Regions from separate parts of the Siniperca chuatsi genome. Here region 1 is linked to region 2. Evidence: chromatin contacts called from public Hi-C data. All regions are on one chromosome and are shown on one strand. The core of a region is the stretch at or near the end of the contact, and the rest is flanking DNA. Distances in the headings are between cores, read along the strand shown. Region 1 holds the start of phlpp1 (PH domain leucine-rich repeat protein phosphatase 1). Region 2 overlaps phlpp1 (PH domain leucine-rich repeat protein phosphatase 1).

What was found. A called contact is a pair of places that touch in the nucleus more often than the background predicts.
Region 1: a contact with region 2 is called in a Hi-C map of an unstated tissue, with 6 times the contacts expected there. The contact joins the promoter of phlpp1 here to the enhancer-like site in region 2. A contact is called at or near these places in 3 of 3 Hi-C or Micro-C datasets (liver, skeletal muscle and an unstated tissue).

Annotation. Positions count from the first base shown.
Region 1 is chrLG13:13,493,511-13,498,891 of ASM2008510v1, forward strand. It overlaps phlpp1 (PH domain leucine-rich repeat protein phosphatase 1), which reads right to left and starts at 3,523. Exons shown (of 17, transcript XM_044220605.1): 1 at 507-3,523. The coding sequence starts at 2,139.
Region 2 is chrLG13:13,460,185-13,465,035 of ASM2008510v1, forward strand. phlpp1 (PH domain leucine-rich repeat protein phosphatase 1) reads right to left here. Exons shown (of 17, transcript XM_044220605.1): 5 at 2,030-2,176; 6 at 439-666. Among protein-coding and RNA genes, the nearest start is that of mep1bb, 21 kb to the left of the region's middle. Within about 2 kb of position 1,762, the one cell type or tissue checked has an H3K27ac peak away from gene starts, as active enhancers do. A contact at or near this core is called in liver, where this site is marked.

The DNA of each region.
Region 1 (5,381 bases), core at 2,273-4,772, 35 kb after region 2:
ACTGGGAAGCACGCTTAGGCTAGACTTTTAATAATAACCCTCTGAATTGCTGCCACAGTTATCAGTAAAGGTCATGTGCTGTACTCACCTTGCCTGACACCATTCACAAGCAATGTGTGGCAATAATATCTGGAACATGTGGGCCTGTTCTTTTCAATCCTACATTAGACTCTGAGCTCATGCTCCTTACTGTGTGCACCGAGAGCTTGGTCAGTTTTCAAATTAAGAAATATGCCCTACTCTCCTGTGAAAATTATACTGTTGTCTCAGCAAAAAGGGAAATAAATTGTTGCTTTGCTCTATTTGTACAACGGCATAATGTACACCTGCATGAATGTACCTGCCTCATTTTGTTATGCAGGTTGCCAACCTGTTACTACAACACTAATGATCTGCAGTCCAAACCACGTAGTGTGCAAAAGAGAAGGCCTCAACAAGTCCCAGAATGAGCAGAAACCTGATCATGAGAGAATGTGATTATATCTTTCAGGCATCATTTAACTTACCTGCATAGAAACGTAACAAGGAGCCAATTTCTGTGTTAAGCCCTTCCTCTTGAACTCTCCACGGGTCCTTAAATCCAAGCTTAAAGAGAAAGTCATTCTGGATCTGCAGAGGCCTCTCATCTGGGCTAAGCCTTCTGACAGCTTCACCATGCAGCTGAACATAAAGTGTGGGGCTAGAATCACAGGAATCTCCATTGTGATCTGCTGTCAGCCCTGATTTTACAGCACTTTGGCCACAGTCCAGATCTTGGATGTCAGGTGTATTACCTGTAGAACAGGCTCTTGACAAAGAGCCGGCACTACTGCTGGGTGGCAGGCTGCCCAGACTGTGTGGGTTGAGTCTGCTATCTGGCCCCATGTTGTTTGACATGTTGTTTAAATGTCCATTGTTGCACTGCTTGTAGTTGGCAGTGACAGCGTTGATTCCATTGGTGTGATGTTGGGAGATGGGGTCCATGCTTGTGCTCGACGCAGGACAGTCAAGCTCCAGTTCGTCCGAGGAGCTGCCATACATGTCGTGGCCCTCTGTGGCACTATCAAATGAGGGGCTGAGGATGGACGCCTCTGTGCCGAGGACCATGTCATCACTGAGGGAGTCCCTGTGCTCGCTGAGCCGGGCCCCGGAGCTCAGCTCATCAAACGCACTGCTCTCCACATCTGAGCCAGAATTTAATCCATAGCTGTCCACACCGTTCCTGTGCTCAGAGTCATCATCATTGGGGGTATCCATGTTAGAGTTAGAGTTTAAATATGACAGTGAACAGGCTATGTTGTCTTGTGACTCTGATTCTGGGGTGAAAAGTTTTCCATCAACGTCCTGTTGCTTTTGCCTCTCATCTGCATTCCCCATGAGCAGCAGTCTCAACCTGTCACTTGGATGGCCCCTTAACTCTGTGGATTCCAGGGGTGTCAGGTGGTTGCATTTTATACTAGAGTCTTCATTCACCTTACATGGGTTATCATTATATTCATACTTCATATTGCAGTTTCCATTTTGGTCAGTCTTGGGGTTATCTTTACAAAAAATGCGCATAACGGAGCTCGACTTACTGCAGAGTTTACTCAGACGGAGCGCCACCTCGCCGGCTGTTGTGTCCATAGTGCAAAGGACCGGTCTGGGATATGAGGGCGTCAGTCTGTCGTGGACATGTATGGAGCCCCGGTGGAGATCTGCTCTCACCCACTCGCGATCTACGGGCTGCAGCTGCATGTTCTGTCGGTGCTTCAGCAGAGTCTTCCTATCCAGACTCCGAGTATGTAAAGACGCAGAGGACAGGGCCGAGTTCATCTTGGCGCCGCAGGCGGCAGTGACAGCTGAGGTGGCGGTGGCTGCAGCTGCGGCGGAGAGGTTCCTCTTCAAGCGCCTTCGTCTCAACAGGAGAGAGCTGGAGTTGCTGGATGAGCCCCGGCCATTAGACGCCACAGTTCGGTTTGACGCACTAGATCCCACTGTAGAGGCGGAATGTGAGAGGGTATTCCCGTTCTTTGCCTCTACGCAGGAGGGTGCCAAATGTCCACCGCCATCATCCGCTGGAGTCCCCGGGGCGACAGACAGTCCGCTGGGCTTCTTCATTAACTTGGTCGCGCCTCCATCCGACGCGCCATCCTCAGCGAGAGCCTGCACACTTTCCATCTCTGCCAATGAAAAGTCCCCCACTCTAAATAAATAACGGTGCGCACTTGGTTACACCTACAACCACTACATTTAAAAGCCTGAATACGTTCCCAACGCGCGGTAAATGTCCGTCAGCTGGGCGGTGTTGCTGACTTATATTCCACTAGTAGTCATTCACTCTTGTCTTCCTTTCCCTGTCGGAGTCTCCTCCGTTGCTCCAAAAAAAACATTTTACCGATTCAATTCGCTGAGAAGAGGCTGGGCGCGCCGGGACATATCAGGGCGGCGACGTGACTGTGCGTCCCATTTAGACCAAGATACAGCGCTGGAATATGAAATGAACGTCGGCCGACCTCCTACGCAAATACTGACTGCTATATATTCATGAGGAGGACACAAGATGGGGTCGCTAACAACAACGCAGTGGATTGTGGGGAGTGTATTGTGCCAGTATGCGTGCTGCAATCGCCGCTGTTGGTAAGAAATTATGTCACGAATGCATTTCCCAAGAAGCTTTTCTTCAGTTTCAGACAAGTGAGGCGGTGAACCGATGAGAGGTGTAAACATAGCTCGTATAAATTGTGTGATGTGGAGCCAGAAGTACGCACTCTTATGTACTGTAGTGTTATATCCACTGCGTGTATGCGTACAGTGGAGAAACCCACCATGCCACCCACTGGAGTTAAGTTACTGCGTACGCAGCCACAACTTATCAACTGTTGAACATGATATACATTTTTTAACTGTAATTTATTAGGCTTCAGTTCACAAGAACATACAGTGCCATTTCCCTTTAATGAATTTTTCTGCATGGCAAAATTTAGCTTCGCTGTAGGTCTATTTATTTTAGACTAGTGGTGACTAGGCAAATAACTAACAGCACCATCTCATCAGGACGCCATTTCACAAGGCCATACAGCCCGGCTCATTCTACATGCTCTTATTCTATTGTATTTCTCGCCATCTAGTGGAGCGAACCGCAAGGCTTGACCTAAACCTCTTCCTGTCGAGGGCGCAGTGACCCTGAGAAAGAGGAAGCCCGGTGGTTTCACTGTTTTTTCAGGTCACCTTTTTTCTAAATTTCTAAGCCAAAGGGGTGAGACACGTGCAAATCCAGTTTTATTGTCTACTTACATATAGGGTTTCTTACAATTATTTTTAAGTTTTATTCCACAATATTTGCACACACTTTTGTGGCTGCTAAAGTGGTGCAACTTACCTTACATTAAACGTTTTAGTGTTTGGAAGTATGCAGATCCTTTAATTAATGCCACACTGTGAAAATACTCCACAACAAGTAAAATACTGAATTCAAAACCTTACTTAAGTAAAAGTATGTAAGTATGATTAAGATAGGCCTACTTAAATTTTTAAAAGTAAAAGTATTCTGCAGGAAAAAAGGTCCCTGTCAGTGTTTTACTATTATATGATGTTTTTGGATTAATATTACTGCTGCATTCATGTGTGTTGCATTTTACTGCTGTAGATGTTTAAGTTTGAGCTAATTTTATCTACTTTATATACTGTTGGGTAGTTTAATCTATAGCTATGCATTATCTTCTGTAAGATCATCATGTTAGTAGCATCGCTGTCCTGTGAGAACCACGTATCTCTAAAAAGTCAACTTTTCATGAGCTCAGAAAAAAAAACCTGTTTTCAGCTTTGTGACTAAGCATTTTCCAGCTAATCCAAATGGGGGGGGGGGTTAAATAGTTTATTTATCTTAAGAAGTAGGAGAATTTTCTCAACCCATAAAGGACCTTAATCCTTCAATTTATCACATTCAAAATCACCAAATTTGGAGATACATGATTTTCACTGGACAAGAAGGGTATGAAAAATTGTCATCTGAAAAGTAACTAAAGCTGTCAGACAAATGTATTGGAGTAAAAAGTAAACCATCATAAACCTGTGATCTAAATGTAAACAAGAGGCTAGTCTCGCTACAAAAAATGAGAAAAGATATGTCTTTCAAACTGATTTACAGACCTACCTAAAACTAGAAAAAATAAATCTTGTTTACTGATACAATGAGAGGTTTCTTCATATATCAAAAGCAATAAAACAGACCTATAGTTTCATCTCTGATTGGTTGAGAAACACAGATTGTAAATCTATAGCATAAAAACTTATGTGAATATCAAATATAATCAAATTTATATGGCGAAAAGGGTCTGAGGACACCTTGTCAACCCTTTTAAAGCATATGGACTGTTGAGTGTCATCCTGTCAGCCTGCACTTGTTTCCAAACTTAAATAAACTTTATGTTCCAATTTCAAAACCAGTTCAGCCTCAGCTTTTGTATGTGAATTCAGAATAAGTTTATCAAGGTGACAAGTAGATGTTTTACTTAGTGGAAGGCCTGCAGAAAATAACTGTAATTATGTCCAGTCTTTATTTCGCAGCTCCCATAGTGGAAAAAGCTCTTTTGAGGGTGAGGAGGTTTCAAATCTATTGTATACATGGGGGATTCATAACAAACTTTATGAAAAGTGACTAGAATTAAAGGGTAGGTTAACTTTTTTTAAAGTCCGTCTTAAAACAATACTCACATGCCCATATGTACATTGAAGCAGTTTTAGCTTGCTGTAATCATTCCTCCTGTTCATTAAAAGATCACTTCCTAATGCACTTCCAATGTAAATAAGCACAAATTGTTTCAATGTATGGGCACCTGACTATTGTTTTAAGACCGACTTGAAAAATTGTGAACCTATCCTCTAAGATGGGAAGATACAATATGCCACACATCAACTTCTTATTACGTCAGAGTAGGTACAGACAACGTCCTGCTGAACTGGTTACGTTTAACCGTGTCTATTTTTTAGTGCTGCATTTGCATTTTTAGAGTCATACAATTTTATCATCTAAATGGCTAAGCAGATTTTTAATGCGTCACTTATTTGCAGTCAGTGTCTCCCTCGGCTGAAAATGGGACAGCTGTGATTTCGAGGCCCAACCTCTTACAGTATGTGTGCCACAATACCATTGCATTCATAAGCAGTTCTCTTATGGTTTGAGCCTGAATGTGTTTCACCTGAACTACCTGAACACCTGTCATTATTTAAATACAAATTTGTAATGAAGTACAGTATAATACAAGAGTAATACAGGCCTTACAGGAGAATGAGTAACATGTGGAATAAAGTACTGAATCTACAGGGTATTGTTAAAGAAAGCCTGATTGCAAATACCTGAAAAATCATTTTTTACAATAAACTTGGATACAAATGAGTGTAAAAGTGGTGCAAACTTAACA
Region 2 (4,851 bases), core at 512-3,011:
TAAGAACACATCCCCTTCAGAAATACCAAGTGATCTTTGCCCAAACAGGTGAGAATGCTGGAAAATGTATTGACTGACCCTGTCTAAGCAAAGTCAGGAGTGAAGTATTAACTGGTAAAATAGTGCAAGTCACTCCAGCTCTGTGCTTTTGCAAACAGTGGGAAGACACCTGATGGAGCCACTACAGGCAAATGATTTCCTGATTCTGTGCTGTCTGGCTGTCTGCTCGTGTTTTGGCTTCCTCTTAGTGGTTTTCTTTCTATCATTAGTGGGATAATATGTGTCATTGAGTACCTTGCTTTGGACAAGCATGACTGAGGACTTAAAGTGATGCTTGTTCTTGACAAAGTTGTCAAATTTCAATCACAAAATCCCTATCATAATCTCCTAATAGCAATTTTTAAAAATATTTGTAATAACCTGCCTACATGGCCGTACCTTAGATCGATGTGTTTGACACGGAGCAGTCTGAAATTCTGCAGGGTGAGTGTTTCTAGGTTGTTTCCTGCCATGCACAGCTTCTCCATGGACGCCAACTGCTCCAGCACCTGGGGCACGTGGTTGAATTGGTTGAAGGAAAGGCCTACGTAACTCAGCCTCTGGAGGGAACCCAGCTCATTGGGCAGCTCATCTAGACTGTTGCCGTCCAACAGGAACGTCTGCAAACTGAGAGAGGAACACAAGATTAGACGATTGACTCCATTCATGAAAGAAGTGATAGGCAGACTGGCATTTTAACAAAGAATTTTCTTTATTTGCACAGATAGTGTAGCTCAGGATCAATGATGTTGTGGCAACAAGGACTTCTTCAACAATTTCAGCAGTCATAATCAGTACACGTAATGTCCAGCAGATGGCAGTAGCAGCATAAATGCCCTACTGGCCACTTCAGGAATTTACAGGCATACCAGATCATTCCTGCAGATTCATTTCTCATCTAGCCCGCTTTCAACTCACTTACCTGTTAAGTTTCAAATGAGCTTTGAGTTTAAAGGACATGTACTATCCATATGCCAGTACTGACCCAGCTACTAAATGACTCCCTTAATCTATGTATTCCCTATTGTCATGGTGGGGTAAATTGGACCGGATAATGCATGAATTATCAAGTTTAAGACCCTTATTTAATTTCATTTTACACATTTTTACATTTTGCTGACACTCAGAGTAAAAGAGCTTTTCCACAGGTAAGGAGGCTGATACCAGAGCTCAACCAAAACTTAAAATATTCTGAGCATTCCCGTGAGAAACTAAATGGTTTTCAGACAGCAAAATTATTTTTTCCATCCTCTTGAAAATGTTGGCCTAGAGATAAAAAAAGTGTGATTTTTTTGGGGGGGGGCAGAGTAACAATGTCACCAAGTAATTAATTTCAAAAGTGTAATTCAGTGGTTCATCAAAGAGAGTCAGTGTTTTACTGGCAATAGAGTCCTCAAGAGGAATACGAGATAAATTGTCAAGCTTGTAAAGAAATGCTAAGGTGTGCATCAAAATACAAAAGGAGATGGTCAAAACTGGATTCTCCACAACAGATTGGCTTAATAACAAACTGAACAAACTTTTAAAATGACAGAGAATATATAAATGAATGTTTTGAACAGCTGAGTAATAAGAAAGGACTGGAGTGACATGACTTGCATAGACCAGCCATTAAACAGACAACGGGCAGGCCATGACTGAGGCAAAAAGCCACGGGCAAGCACTACAGGTGATCTGTGCAAGTTGTCGTTGTTTACTCAAATGCTGAAACTAGCAAAGTACACCATGTTGGTTGTTATGCCACGTGCGTGTTGCCAGGTAACTTCCACATTTGGCTATGTAAACTTTTTTTTCCCCCAGCCCTGAGATAGCATCAATGCAAGCAAGCATTGGCCCCAACTCAGCAGTAAAGACCCGGAACAATAAGTGAAACAACATTACAAGCCAATAGTAGGGAGAGTTACAGCTAAAGTGTATTTAGTTTAACAAAGATTTAGATCATAGTTAAACATCGGGTCTGTCTCCTCAATAACTTCCTGCTGTTACTTACTTGGTCATGGCTCCCACAGAGCTGGGGACAGAGGACAGGTAGTTACAGCTGAGGTTGACCTCCGTCAGCGTGGGGATGTCACAGATGGCCAGGGGGAACTGACCAAGGTGGTTGTTGGACAAGTTGAGGCTCCGCAGACGAGAAAATCTGGTAATAGAGGATAAAAGTTTTAATGACAAATTAGGAAAAGGCAAGAGGGGAAGAGAAGAGAGTATGAGCAAGTGATTGGGGATGTAGTTGTATCTTGTCATACTGTATATATATATTATATTACAGAGAGATTAGAAGATATTCATATAGATATTAATGAATATATTCATGGGCAATGTAGCAAAGTATAGCTTACACAGAATTTGTTTAAGTGAAAAACACACAGACTCAACACACCCATAAATAAAGCCTTCCTTAATAGTAGGACTAAACCTTCACATTTGATTGTTGAGCAAACAAGTGCAGCATTGACGTCTGTGTTGTTCATTCAAACACCAGTGACCAGTGGCATTTGGCGTGGTGTCCTATGGCAGAGCAGTGACCTTCAGAGGGGTTAGCCCCTCGGGGGGGACGACAAGGCTAAGCAGAGGAAAGGACTCTCTGGGCTGTCTTTATTTATCCACACACACATACAGACCCACACATCCAACCTGCTATCAGCTATCATGTGTACAGAGAGAGCAGCTATGGCAAGCCAGAGATGGGCAGTGCATCATAATAGCACCGCAGGCTAGAGCAGCTGCTTAAACTGGCACTACTTGATTTTACTCCCTATGTACACACACAGGTTACACACACATACACACAGTATATCATGTGATGGAGAAAAGGGCAACCGAGACGTCAGGGCTATTGATTAGGGTGGCCAAGTAATTCCAGCTGAGGGTGACTCCTGCAGGCAGTGGGCGGGGTGTGTGTGGGAAAATGTCATTCCACCATTAAATCAACCTCTGCAATCTGCTGAGTAATGCTGGTACCCCCTCCTTGTCTGTGTCATGCTGTCCCATCATGCCATTCTCTTAATTTATTTTCATGACTGTCCTTGTGTATTTAAAGCTGCAGTAATATTTTTTATTAACAATGGATGAAATGACAAGGTGTTGCTCGACCTGACGAGCTCACAAATAATTATCACCCAAATATGCTGTTCCCCTTCAGATCTACAGAGTCTTTTGGCCTCTTTTAGGTAAATGTTTTGGTTTTCCAGCCGTGGCCAGTAGCTTCTTTCTTTCAACAAAACAGGTCTGATAAACCCACTGTATGCTACCTATGCTACCTGCCCAGCACCAAACGGAAGAAGACATTAGCGACTAGCTGTTGAACGTAATGGAGCTTCTAGCAAGTTAAAGACAGATATTTTTCAAAGACCAAAACAGAGCCAAAAGGAGAGTGAATATTGGACTTACATTAGTCAGGTGGTCAGAAGACGCAAATGGAGGCTAATGCTGCTCAGTGTCTGCTGGATAAGTAAATTGTTTGTTGTTTGTTCATGATAACAACTTTATAAGGTGATAATATGTTAATCTTGTGTTTAAATTACAGCTTGTTGTGCTGACCCAAAATTGCCAAAATACCTGTTAATGTAGTTTTAAAGCTGCTAATAAATATATTTTATTCAATTATCAAGCAACCCTTTGGTTCACCTCAACTCTATGGAGCCTTTTAGCTCATTGCGTTGGTGTTCTGGCCCATAATTCCTCTGTCGTCAACCTCATTTCTAGCCGTTGTAACAACCTGTTTGTTATCTTTCAGCTAAACAGTCCACTGTGTGCTACCTGCCCAGTACCAAACAGTAGACAGACAAAGTTAGCAATTTAGCATCTAACAGTTGAACATAGTGGAGCATTTAGCAAGCTAAAAAGCCAGATATTTTTCTCAGGAGTTGGTGCAGAGCAAACAAGAGGTAAAGGGAGAGTGAATATTGGACTTTGATTCATTAAGTGAACAGAAACACAACTCTAAATGAATGCTAATGTTGCTCTATGTATGCTGGAGGTGTAAATAAGCAAATGCTTGCTAACACTTTTGCTATATCACATGATAATATGTAAAAATTGTGTTTTTAGTGGCCAAAAAAAATGTATGCAACTTTAATCCTTTCATTTGGCCTTAAATTCCCCCTTTCATCTCATATTTTGTCTTTCTGACACTATTCTGTCCAACTTTCCTCCCTCTCCCTTTCCTTTTCCCTTCATTTCCATTACTTTTATGTCCTTCATAACTTGATAAACTATCATACATATGTAAATAAACAGGTCGAAGGTTCAATCATATGCATGGAACATCAGATATTCCCCTCAGTGAGTGGTGACCTCTGTCTCATGGAGAGATGCATGCTGGGAATAAAGTTCCATGCCAGAGGAAAGAGCTAGTATCCCAGACAACTGATTATGCATATCTGATTGGCAAATCACCCACCAGTTAGTATTTGGACAGAGAGAATAGAGAGAGAAGGGGAGAGGCATGTGGCAGGTTCACACATTCCATTCCTCTTGGAGAAATACAAAGCACTATGACCCCATGTTAGATGTCAGAGAAAGCCAGTGTTTATACTGAAACAAAAACAGACTCTCACACAACAGTCCACACAAAAACACATACACCCACATTCATGGAGGCTGCACACAGAGGATTATTGTTCTTGACTCCAGCTCTTTCGACTTCAGTCGATGGGGCAAAGTACTTAAATAACTCTGCTACATGTTTCTGTCAAAATGTCTCTATTTTCAGCTAACTATTCATCTCTTTCTCATTACTGACCTCTTTTTCTGTCATGCTGGGTCAAATGCAGATGAGCCTACTTAGCTTTGGCAAAGCTAAATGGATGTTAT